Linked DNA regions of Mus musculus: regions 1 and 2 are each linked to region 3. The links are chromatin contacts, called in public HiChIP or PLAC-seq maps. All regions are on one chromosome and are shown on one strand. The core of a region is the stretch at or near the end of the contact, and the rest is flanking DNA. Distances in the headings are between cores, read along the strand shown. Region 1 holds the start of Cald1 (caldesmon 1). Region 2 holds the start of 1700065J11Rik (RIKEN cDNA 1700065J11 gene). Region 3 holds the start of Wdr91 (WD repeat domain 91).

Evidence for each region. HiChIP or PLAC-seq counts read pairs in DNA pulled down with a chosen protein or histone mark.
Region 1: an H3K27ac HiChIP or PLAC-seq map of extraembryonic endoderm stem cells shows a contact between it and region 3, with 4 times the contacts expected there. The contact joins the promoter of Cald1 here to the promoter of Wdr91 in region 3. A contact is called at or near these places in 2 of 39 promoter capture datasets (the 3T3-L1 cell line and neural stem cells), 3 of 484 Hi-C or Micro-C datasets (embryonic stem cells and uterus), 5 of 115 datasets of contacts at active chromatin or transcription factors (embryonic stem cells, epiblast stem cells, extraembryonic endoderm stem cells and 2 more) and 1 of 9 other capture datasets (adipose tissue).
Region 2: a FOXA1 HiChIP or PLAC-seq map of pancreatic cancer cells shows a contact between it and region 3. The contact joins the promoter of 1700065J11Rik here to the promoter of Wdr91 in region 3. A contact is called at or near these places in 2 of 39 promoter capture datasets (pre-B cells and stem cell-derived epiblast-like cells) and 1 of 115 datasets of contacts at active chromatin or transcription factors (pancreatic cancer cells).

What each region holds. Positions count from the first base shown.
Region 1 is chr6:34,596,303-34,600,181 of GRCm38.p6, reverse strand. Cald1 (caldesmon 1) reads right to left here and starts at 1,678. Exons shown (of 14, transcript NM_001347100.1): 1 at 1,517-1,678.
Region 2 is chr6:35,329,490-35,333,088 of GRCm38.p6, reverse strand. 1700065J11Rik (RIKEN cDNA 1700065J11 gene) reads right to left here and starts at 2,243. Exons shown (of 3, transcript NR_040526.1): 1 at 2,207-2,243.
Region 3 is chr6:34,909,330-34,913,342 of GRCm38.p6, reverse strand. It overlaps Wdr91 (WD repeat domain 91), which reads left to right and starts at 2,512. Exons shown (of 15, transcript NM_001013366.1): 1 at 2,512-2,646; 2 at 3,803-3,982. The coding sequence starts at 2,524.

The sequences.
Region 1 (3,879 bases), core at 429-2,928, 310 kb after region 3:
TTCCCTTCGTGGTTTAGAGAATACTTGAGAAAGAAATTGCTTTCCATGTTTTCATTGACATTAACCCCACCACCACCACCACCCCCCCGTACAAAGTTTGGAACTTGATGTCTTTGGAGGAGGGACAGTAGTCGAGCAGAGCAAACGATTGCCTGCAGCCTTCCCCTCACACTTACACACTTCCTCAGAGACATTCCAGGGAAAGAAACTCACAGGGCAGTCTGTTCTCACGTGTCACTTCTCAAGAAATCCCCACCCTTCTAAACACAAGGATTCCTTAGCAAGTCCCAACCTCAAGGCATCGCAGTCTATGGCAAACATAAATGGAAGCAGCCACCTGGGAACGCTAGAGCTTACTATGAGTATTATTATTTAACTGCTCAGACTTACTCTTCTTCTGCAGGGCACCTTGTCTTCAGTAAGTTCTAGTTCTCGTGTCTGGTTTTGCCTAACACTAAGGGACTGTGCTGCTTCCATTTACAGCCCCACGCGCAGAGCCTCGTTGCCAGCAGGGATCTGGGAATACCAAGCTCTTTGCTCTCTGTTTCTGACCATGGATTGCCATGGCACTGAAATTCCCCCACCCTTTACAATCGGCTCTTTCTAAAAGGAATTACCGACTACTACCAACTTGCGCTACTGACTGAGATGCCCAAATACGTCTGTTTGGAAATAAGAGCTCCTTTCCTTCCTTTCTGGAACGTTCCTCCAGCTCCTATCTTTTCAGACCCTCGGGGGGCATACTTTCCAACAGAAATGAAGATTTCTCAAGAAATATTTTGGTAGGCAGTTACCCATGATTTCTACACACACGCCCACTCATGCACACATTCTCTTGCTGCTCCGGTTTATAGAAAACAAACAGGGCAGGCATCTTCTATTTCAGCAAATAACAGATGAGCGGCACTCGCTGAGTTGGTGCTAGTGGTAGAACTCTGACCTTATTTCTTTACATCTCTGAAATCCCACTTCTAAAATCCTGGTAGCAGAGTAAGAGGAACCCATTACTTAGCTTAAAATTAGCTTAAAACAAAAACCCAAACCCACAACAAAACAAAACAAACATTCTTTGTCTTAACAACGTAAAAAGCCGTTGATGTTATTTTTTTAATTAAAACCTGAATCCTCTTTAAATGTCTGCTGACCAAAGATGGGAAAGAAACTGCTAAAGGGACAGAATCCTCTCACAGCTGCTGGCCTGAGGATTCCGGGTACAGACCACATCCCCCTTGGAACAAAAGCGCATCCTGGGCAAACGCGCTGGTGCTCCCTGATCCTGTCACCAGGAGATGACACCGTTTGTGCCATCTCTATAAACAAAACTTGAAGTTTCATCACATTGACCTTCTGGGAACAGGTCAGGAAGTCCAGGCGCTGGCTTTGAGAATTTACGTGGTCTGTTGCCTGCCTTGAAAGATTTTGCATATCCAGCAGCCTTAGCCAGGAATGTTGCCTGAAACCTGTAGAGCAGCCCCAGCTTCCCTGAAGGCGGAGAAAGAAAGACTTTGTCTCTTACCTCTAGGGCAGCAACTTCTTCCCAAGGAGGGATGTCCTGCTGTCTGAAAGCAGGGATTCCTTTAAGCAACCCAGCAAGAGAGCAAGCAGGCAGGCAGGCAGGCAGGCAGCCTAATGCACACTGCTCTATTCAATAAAACTGCAGACCGCCCTTCCTTGGCCCCTCCCAGAAGTCCATGCTAAGTGAACACATACCCCCTATGTTTACAGTCAGCAGGCGGTGGTATGCATTGTCCTGTAGTTTTTCTAATAGGCAGCCAATGACGACACCCTAGCCAAGGTGATGCTGTCTGCCCGTGCAGATGCCTGTCATTCCCTAGGCATGCTCAGGATATCACTCATCAGAAAAACCAAGTCCTAAAAAGCTTGAAACCGTGAGCAGGCTGCCAAAACCAGCCGGCTCCATGCCCTTTTTTGGTTATCCTAAGCAGGGCCTCCTGGAAGCAGATCCATTGTCAGGAACAATCATAAGAAACGTTAATCTTGGAGAAAGAGGCTGTCTTGTAGAACACAAATAGAGCTTTAAAAAGAAAGTACAGTCCACGAGACAATAAGTGGACAGTTAGACACACTTACAGGGGTGAGGCTGGGGGTGGGAGGAGACATTTTAGTCGAAGAAGCCGTAATAGTGTATTTCTTTGCAAAGCAGTTTCATTATAAAAATAAATTTACATTATTATACGAGTTAAAAATCTGAAGTGGATAAGAAGCAGGGCGGCTGGCTGCACAGGCTAAGTTCTAGCCTAGAATATGTCTATGTGTGTTATGGGAACAACTGACAAAAAGTATAAATAAAATGTATCAGTCTTTTTAGTACATAATGTTGGCCAGGAAAAAAAAAAAAGGTGAGGCCAGAAGCTAGCAGATAGAGTCCTAGGCTTAAGAGAGAGCTTTATTGGCATTTCCTACCAACACCCATCTTCCTTTCTTTCTTCTGTCTTGGCAACAAGGAGATTGTACTAGAAATGTGTAAAAACAAATGTGCAGAGAAGGACATAGAGAGATCCAGGACCTGCTTTGGGGCAGGTATAGATAGACACATATGCTCTCACAGGTGACACAGATGTCCTAGAACATTCTAGAAAGCCAGTGATAGGGGAGCCCTGAAAGATGCTGAGTTACAATGCAGGTCACTGGCCCACACATGCATCCAATTGTGGTCTTGTAGTCTTTGGAACTCATTCAGTCGGTACTTAGCTTTTAAAAAAAATGGAATACTTACTGTTTGTCAGACCTGGGGCTTAGCACGAAATCCATGTTTCATTACTGATACTGTCTCATCACCGACCAAGAAGTTTTAAATATTTCCCCTGGCTAATTACAAGTCCAGAAGCTTAATCAACACATGCAGTCTGACTGAAAAAGCCTTTCTCTATTAATGATGATCTGACAAAGAAGCTGTCTCTATTCAGGAAACAGCCCCCGCCCTTTGTGCTTCCTTGAGAATGCTTGGGAAGCAGTCGGTCCACATGGGTGAGTTTCTTCTCCAGCCCCCAGTTATTAACCAGTCACCCAGAAGTGTCTACATGGACCCCCTACACTTCTTAGGGAGGTAACTTACCTCCTCTGTGTTTCTTGCTTTCTTCTACTAAACAGCTCTAAAAAAAAGTTACAGCAAAGACTACAGGGTCCAGGGAGAGTTGGACTTAAAGCATCCTTGAACCAGAACTGAGAGAGTACTTTCCCAGACACACAAGATAAATAACTTGTTGGTGGGAACCACACTGTTAATGTTGCATTTCAAGTTCACTGTAGCTCAACCAGGTGAGCACAGCCATGTTCAAAATTGTTCTTTTGGGAAACCTCTTTCTGATCCCAGATAAATGATTTGAAAATAAACTTTTTGGATCATAGCCAGTTTGGCAGCTGGGGAAACCCTGTATCTGGCTGGACAGGTTGAAAGACAGAGTCAAGCTTCTTAGTCTGGCAAAAGACTGAACTTGAAGACAATAGCAGACAGACATGAGTTTCTGCAAACATCTCAATCATATCGATACGACCTCTGCCCAGGGATTTTTCTGGGTGCATGAACTCAAGGCTGGATTAGGGAGGGCTGTGTGAAAGGGCTATTATCCACAACTGGGGCAGAAGGCAGCCTGAGCAACATACTCTCCACTTACACCAGGGATGCCTCTTGAGTGACCGGCAGCAGGGCGACATTTTGTAGTCCATGAGGATTATATTTTGTTGTTGTCTTTATGGTTTTCTTTTTAAGGACCAGCTTTCCAGAGGAAAGAGAAGTTGTGCTATGACAGGGGGAAATACTATCAACAGGAAACATGGAAGGGATGAACGAGCTGTGTGGTTTATAGAAGATAAATAGCCGAATGTTTTGGGTTATGCCTTTTGGGGGAAAGAAGTAGG
Region 2 (3,599 bases), core at 994-3,493, 420 kb before region 3:
GTGTGCACCACTACCAGCTCACAGTGGGGCTCTTATCAAAACCAAGTAGATGCCCTTAAACTCCCCGAACCAAAATATTTTTCTTCTCATTATAAGTTACCCAGCTTCAGGTATTCTGTGGTAGTACCAGAAAGTGGGTTAAGTAACTTACTCTCTTGCCTCCATGAAAATCAGCATCAGCTCCTCCTAGGGATGTAGGAAGAACAAAGCCCACAGTGGAGCCAAGGACCTGGTCTTCCTCCAAAGCTCCTCCATCAGGCGCACTTTCTGGGTCCTGCACTGCATCCTACCTTGCTCTTATCCTGATTTGTATGTTTGTCTAATCCTGCTGCTACAGGCTGAACCTAAGTGCGGCATAGCATCTCACTCCATCCCAGAGGAGGCATCCTTGGACGTGCAAAGAAAAGCAAGCAATTATTTGAATGATAATGCACATTTAACCTATGAGGATCTGCCAAGCCATAAGCACTGAACAGCCCGAAATCAGAATTACTACATTTGTAGGACCAAGCATCTTACACCGGCACCCACCAATCGCTTACAGGAGTGATCCGTGATCCATATTCATTGTTGGTTTGGCAGGATTTAGAATTACTGAGGAGACAAGCCCCTGGGCCTGTCTGTAGGGGATGATCTAGATTAGATCCATTGAAATAGGAAGGTTCATCCTAACTGTGAGTTGAACCATTCCATGGACTGGGGTTCCTAACTGAATAAAAACAAAGGGTTGTCTAGAGAGATGGCTCAGCGGTTGAATGGCACCTGCTGTTCTTACAGACAGCTCAGGTCTGGTTCCCAGCACGCACAGGCTGGCTCACAACCATCTGCAACTCCAGTTCCAAAGGATCTGATGGCCTTCCTGGATACCAGGCACTAACGTGGCATGTGCTGTGTGTGTGCGTGAGTGCAGGAAAACACTCACACATATAAATAAATAAATCTAAAAAGGAAAACAACTAATGAGGCCAATATTCATCTCTCTGCTTCTTGATTGTCAGTGCCTGTGACCAGCCACACCCCCTGCCATCATGCCTTCCTGGCCATAATAAACCAAACCAAGACCTTCCTTCTTTAAGTTGCTTCTTGTTGGGTATTTGGTCACAGCTGGGGAAAAAATACCTAATATATCTCCTAAGGTGAGGTCGGCAGACTGCAATCAAAACACCTTGTACAGGATGCTGGAGGCACCAGTTCTGCCCCAGTCCCTCTGGGCTCACCCTTGATCTTTCTCCTCCTCCACTCCTCTCCTGTGGAAGCTAGTCCCTGCTCTCTACTGATCTCTCTTTTGTGGGCTCAGGAGAAAAGAATAGAGAACAAAGAGATGTCGAGGAGGCTGCTAAAGAGCTTTTGCTCAAGGCACTCAGGTCCCTGTATCCTGCTTTAGAAACTATTTTCCCCTAAACATCACCCCACACATGTCTTCTGGGGACCACAGTCCATCCAGTGCACCTCTGGATTCAAGGTGGCATGCCACCCACCTGGCTTTACTAAGGTCTGGGAGGAAATGGTTCCCTGGGATGCTAAGGAGCTGGTGGAAGCCCCTGAACTCAAGGCTCCCAGCCCAATAGCAGGCAGAGCTAGTCCTGGTCTGGAACTGTCCTTTCCCTAGGCTGGGCTCATCCTCAGCACATAAAAGCCACAACATTGTGTAAACAGCCAGACAGTGCCATCCCACATCAGCCCATACCTGCCAGGGCTCTCAAGTGTTTTTCTGACCTCTCCCGACCCCCGCCCACCTCTTGTTCTTACTGGAAAAATTCCTCCCCAGAGTTTCCAAATTCAAAAGGGAGAAAAGGAAGATTCCCTTCCATTTTGATTGTGGATGAAAATAAATCCATTGTAAGTTTCTTACCCCAAATCAGATTCGCTAACGAACTGGTCCAGGGCTGTTAAGGACAAATGTGAATGTTTTCAGAGGTGTTTTTGGAAAATCACGGACAGTGGCCAGGAGACGAACCTGCTGAGCTGTGGTTATTGGCATCGTGATTCAAAGCAGGAAATTCCTTACATAACTCACCCTCTCCCAAGCCTGCTGGGAGCAGGAGAGTCCAACTCCTCCCTGGGCTCCCTTCTGTTCCCAGACTGCTACCCACTGGGCCTGAACATGGCTGACCATCTACTTACTAAGCCAGAGCAAATGTGCATGCCTATCCTTCAAATCCCTTCAAGGCCAGACTCTAGGGGAGAAGATAAGGAAAATACTAACCACTCCCTCCATAAGGCTCCACGTCTTCTCCTTCTATGCAATGTAACCAGTGAGCAAATAAGATACCCTCTCCAGGCAACATTCCATTCTAGAATATTCCTTCTGGTACCATACCAACCCCCACCTTCCACTTCTCTAACCTCTAAGGATCTAAGACAGACAGACAGACACGCAGACAGACAGATGGACACACACACACAGAATCTATCAGTCTGGGTAGGCTAATTACTACAACAAGCACCTCAGTGAACGAACACAATGACAGTTTCACATTTGCTCACATTTAATAGCTGCTCATCTAAGCTGAGCCATGACTACACAGGGGACTTTCATTTGCTTTCTAAGCTATATTTTCTGCTTTCTAAGTCACAGTTCTTTAAGGAACCGTAGCTTGCACATTTTTTATGGAAGCAAGAGTTCTCCTCGGTTCTTCTTTACAGTTTGGAGTATAAGGAACAGATCCCAAAGTGCACTGTGTGAACCCCACAAAGTTGGCAGAGATCCGGTCCGTCATGTTCAGTCAGTGCCGCCATTAGCGGGCCTAACCCTTTCTCCACTGACACGCTGCTCTGGCAAGCAGAGCTTCCGGCCTCACAGACACATGGAAGCTGAATTGCCCAAAGGATTCTTGCGCCTGGCAGAGAATACTCTGCGCACATGGACATTGCAGGAGGACATTCTGGCCTGGCCTGGCCTGACACAAGACTACACGTATCACTGAGTCACTGATGATGGCAGTCCTAGCGGGATGAATGGATGCGTCGTCTGCCTTGGAGGCCAGCACTCTGTGACTCCATCTGTGCTTCTGTTGTCAAACCAAATTACCTCACTTATGGATTTAAAATAGAATCCAGACCAAAGGTGCTGGCTGTGTAGACAGGGAGGGAGGATTCAGTAGACGCGATTCTGGGTACCAAGCCAGAAGAGAAGGCTGGAAGCTGACACAGGCATTCCCACTGTTCAAAACCTGTGGCTTCTTTCTACATTCCTTTGCTCATTCATTCAACACTTTACCTACAGACTGAATGGGTCTATTCCCTTGGGCATGTCTGACTCCCGTGGACCATGTCACCAAACCCGCTTGCCTTTTGGCTGCCATTTAGGTCAGGGTATCAGGAGGCAAGAGGTATAAACAGGAAGTTGAAAGGAGAGAGTCTGAAGAGTAACAGCAGGAAAATCGCAAAACATGAGGTTGCCCAGCTTTAGAGCCAATCAGAGCTGAGGTTGCCCAGCTTTAGAGCCAATCAGAGCTGAGGTTGCCCAGCTTTAGAGCCAATCAGAGCTGAGGTTGCCCAGCTTTAGAGCCAATCAGAGCTGAGGTTGCCCAGCTTTAGACCAATCAGAGCTGAGGTTGCCCAGCTTTAGAGCCAATCAGAGCTGAGGTTGCCCAGCT
Region 3 (4,013 bases), core at 1,263-3,762:
ACCGGGAGGTGCTTACTTAGGCACACATCTTGCCGTCTACTTAAACCTTAACCTCATGTCAAGAGAGCAGATCTGTGGGCCACTGGGTCTTTAGAAAAATTCATTCCTCTTTTCAAGATGGCTACGCTGAACAAATCTCCTTTCTCTGCTTATTAATTATTATTATTATACCATAGAGGATGGAACTTAGCTCAACAGAGCTGCGGGGGGGGGGGGGACGGGGGACGGGGGACCGGGGACGGGGGACGGGGGACGGGGGGGGGGGGGGACACGGACCCGGTCTTTGATCCTAAAATCTGTGCTACAGCCGAGCCTGTATTTTTAACTTTCTGGGCACCAGAACTATGAGAACTAAGTCCTTTCAAAGCCACCCAGTTCGTGACACTTTGTTAGGAAAGCAGACAAAAACTGAGACATGACATCTGAACAAACGCTGGAGGGAGAAAAGGCAGCTAATGTGAGTGCCTGAAGACATTTCAGATTGAACAAGGGGTGTATGAGAGGGCACAGAGAGACTGCTTCTCATTCATTATATAATATAAATATGTAAAAAATATATTTTATATTTATACAATATATAAGTAAAAATTTATATTTAACTATTATATAAATATATATTATACCTTGTATAATATATTATATATTGCATAATATATAATATATGTATGTATTATATATAAATAATATATTATATAAAATGTATTTATATTATATATAAATATAATAAAAATCAATGTACTATACATTCTATATAAATAATTTTATATATTTATATGTTTATATATATAATACAATCTTGAGGCTGGAGAGATGGCACAGTAGTTAAGACTGCTTGCTCCATAATCATGAAGATCAGAGTTTGGGCCCTAGCACCCATGTATAAAGCTGGATGTCCCTATAAACAAGCATAACCTCAGCTCTGAGGCGGGCAGACATAAGGGACTGTGGAGGCTTGCTGGCCTCCAGCCTAGCCGTGAAAATGAGAGCCCCAGTTCCAGGGAGAGACCCTGTTTCTAAAGGAAAAAGTGGAGAAAGACACCCAGTACTCTCTTTGGGCCCCCACAAGGGCATAGATACCCACACCCATGTGTGTATGTGTGTGTGTGTGTGTGTATGTATGTGTGTGTGTATACACATAAATAATTTGATCTTTTTGATGCCTTTTTTTTTTTTTTTTTGGTGTTTTTGAGACAGGGTTTCTCTGTGTAGTCCTGGCTGTCCTGGAACTCACTTTGTAGACCAGGCTGGCCTCGAACTCAGAAATCCGCCTGCCTCTGCCTCCCGAGTGTTGGGATTAAAGGCGTGCACCACCATGCCCGGCTTTTTTTTTTTTTTTTTAATTAAGAATGGCTGGCCTTGAACTCACAGAGACCTGCCTAGCTCTGTCTCCAGAGTATACACCACCACGCCTGGTCTTCATGCACTATCTTATCAAATCGTCATTATGACTGTGCCTGGTGGACATTATCAGTGCTCTCTCAAAGATGAAGAAATAAGGCAAAATGTGTATGTATGCCTTGTAAAAACTTCAAATAATTTTCTAAACAAGAAAAAGAAAGAAGGCAAAAGGAACTGGAAGTCCTTCAGAGAATAAAATATAGGTTGTTTTACAATTTTCCTGAGTTTAAAAACTGTTCACAAAACCACAATTAATTGAAAAAACTAACAAGAAACTGGGACCATAGGTCACACCCTTCTGAAACTTGCCTTTTTTAAAATTTCTCTAAGTGGTACATCTTGGTTGGTATAGTTTACCCTTCTTACTCAGGAACTCAGGGCTAGACAGGACTGGTGGTGGGGATTTTTTTTTTATTGCAAGTTCAAGATCTGTGTGGTCAATTTAGTGAGACTGTGACAAAACCCAAAAGCAGCTCAGCGGTAGGGTGCTTGCCTAGCGTGTGTGAGGCCCTGGCCAAAAAAGAAGGAAAAGAAAAGAAAAGAAAAGAAAAGAAAAGAAAAGAAAAGAAAAGAAAGGAAAGGAAAGGAAAGGAAAGGAAAGGAAAGGAAAAGAAAAGAAAAGAAAAGAAAAGAAAAGAAAAGAAAAGAAAAGAAAAGAGGTCCAAGCTGGACTTTTATGAGTTGACTTCACACTGGCCACTTTACCTGTTGGGGCTCGAGTTTTCTCCTTTTGTAAGAGGAGGATAGAGGACAAAAGATTCTGCAGTGTCATGCCAATAAGCTGGGAACATCACTCCCTCCCCGCCCTGTGAATATGTGGAAGGTTCGCAAGGTCCAGCTTTACTTTACTTGGATCGAGGCATCAGTGTTAGCAACTCAGGACACACTCTGTATCACCAGAAAACTTCAGCAAGCCGAGACGCCCGGGAGCTGGCTGAGAGTAGGGAGGGGCGGGGCTACAGGGGGAGATGGGCGGGGCGCCTGCGGGGCGGGGCGGAGCGCAAGGTTGGTAGGTTGGGCGTGGCGTGACGTACGAGGCGCCCGAGATAGGCTCCGCCCCGTCGCTCCAAGCCCCGCCCCTCCGCCCTGAGCGGCTCGGGTCTTTTGCAGCGCGCGCGCGCAGCGATGGCGGAGGCGGTGGAGCGCACAGACGAGCTGGTCCGGGAGTACCTGCTCTTCCGTGGCTTCACGCACACACTGCGGCAGCTGGATGCGGAGATCAAGGCGGACAAAGAGAAGGGGTTCCGGGTGAGGGGTCGGCAGGGGCGGCGGAGGCGGCTCGGGGGGCGGGCCTCCTGCTCCAACCCTGCCCTCCGGGGCGAGGGCGGCGCTGTCACTGCATGGTAGGGGACTGAAGGCGTCTCCGGTCTGGCCCTCGCTTGACATAGGAGGAACTGAGGGCCGGAGATGGTCGTGACATGCCCGAAGTTGCTCAGTGAGTGAGTCAGGAGCATCGGGACTCAGGTCCCTGGTTCCCGGTACAGGGCTTCACTCCATGCCAGCCTCTCAGCAGGTGCTAGCCAATGGCTGGCCGGCGTGGTTACAACACTTTAAGAGCCATGGTTGAGCGCAAGTCTGAATTTTGATGGAAGAAGCGGGAGCAAAGGGGGCTGCGCCCAGAAGACTGGGTTCAGGTCTGGGAGGTAGATTGTAAGAATGGCATCAGGGAATCATTGGAAGATTCCCTTCTGCTTTGAAGCACAAAGTTCTCTGATACTAGTTTCCACTGAGAGGCGCTTGGGATTTCTTTGCTTATGATTTGTATGTTTGCACGTACAGAGTTAAATTGGTCTTGGGCAGATGGATTGAGGGAGGTGGTGAGCTAGTTGTTGGCGCATCAGAAGGAAGTTAGGATATTGGTTTCTACCTTTCGAGTTTATTGGTTGCTTGGTGGCAAAGCAAAGCATTTCCCTACTCCAGACAGCAGTGGTATTCAAAACACTGTCATGGTGTGATTGTCTTTGACTGAAGGCAGCAGCCACTGAGGCTCAGGTGGGACTCTGATGACCCGCAGGGAGCCAGTAATCACTGTGTCTCTTGGAATTCAGAAACTGTGGAGCTGGGACGAGGACCCTGGCAATTGTCTCTGGCTCATTGGCTCTTACTTATTTTTACAGTGTGAGGCAATCAAGACTGCTGTTGAAGTGACATTGCCAAGTTGGTCAAGGAGACTCAACACCTGGAGCCAAAGCTCTTGCTTTCTGGAATTTCCGAGCTTGCCAGAGCACCAAGTCCTGTATCTAGCATGAGAAAATAACTTGAAAGCTAGTATGCTAACATATCTTGGGGATTTTATAGATTGCCAACTGGACTATATGTTTTTACATCTGGGAGCCATAGGAAGAAGATGAAACTATACGATGTATAGTGAGGTGAGAATTTCCTTCTGTCTGTCTCCCCTCAGGTGGACAAGATTGTGGACCAGCTGCAACAGTTGATGCAGGTTTACGACTTGGCTGCCCTTCGGGATTATTGGAGCTACCTGGAACGCAGGCTCTTCAGCCGCTTGGAGGATATCTATCGACCTACCATCAACAAACTGAAAACCAGCCTGTTCCGCTTTTATCTTGTCTACACAATCCAGGTACTTCTTGCTTTTGACTGTTTCCCCATCC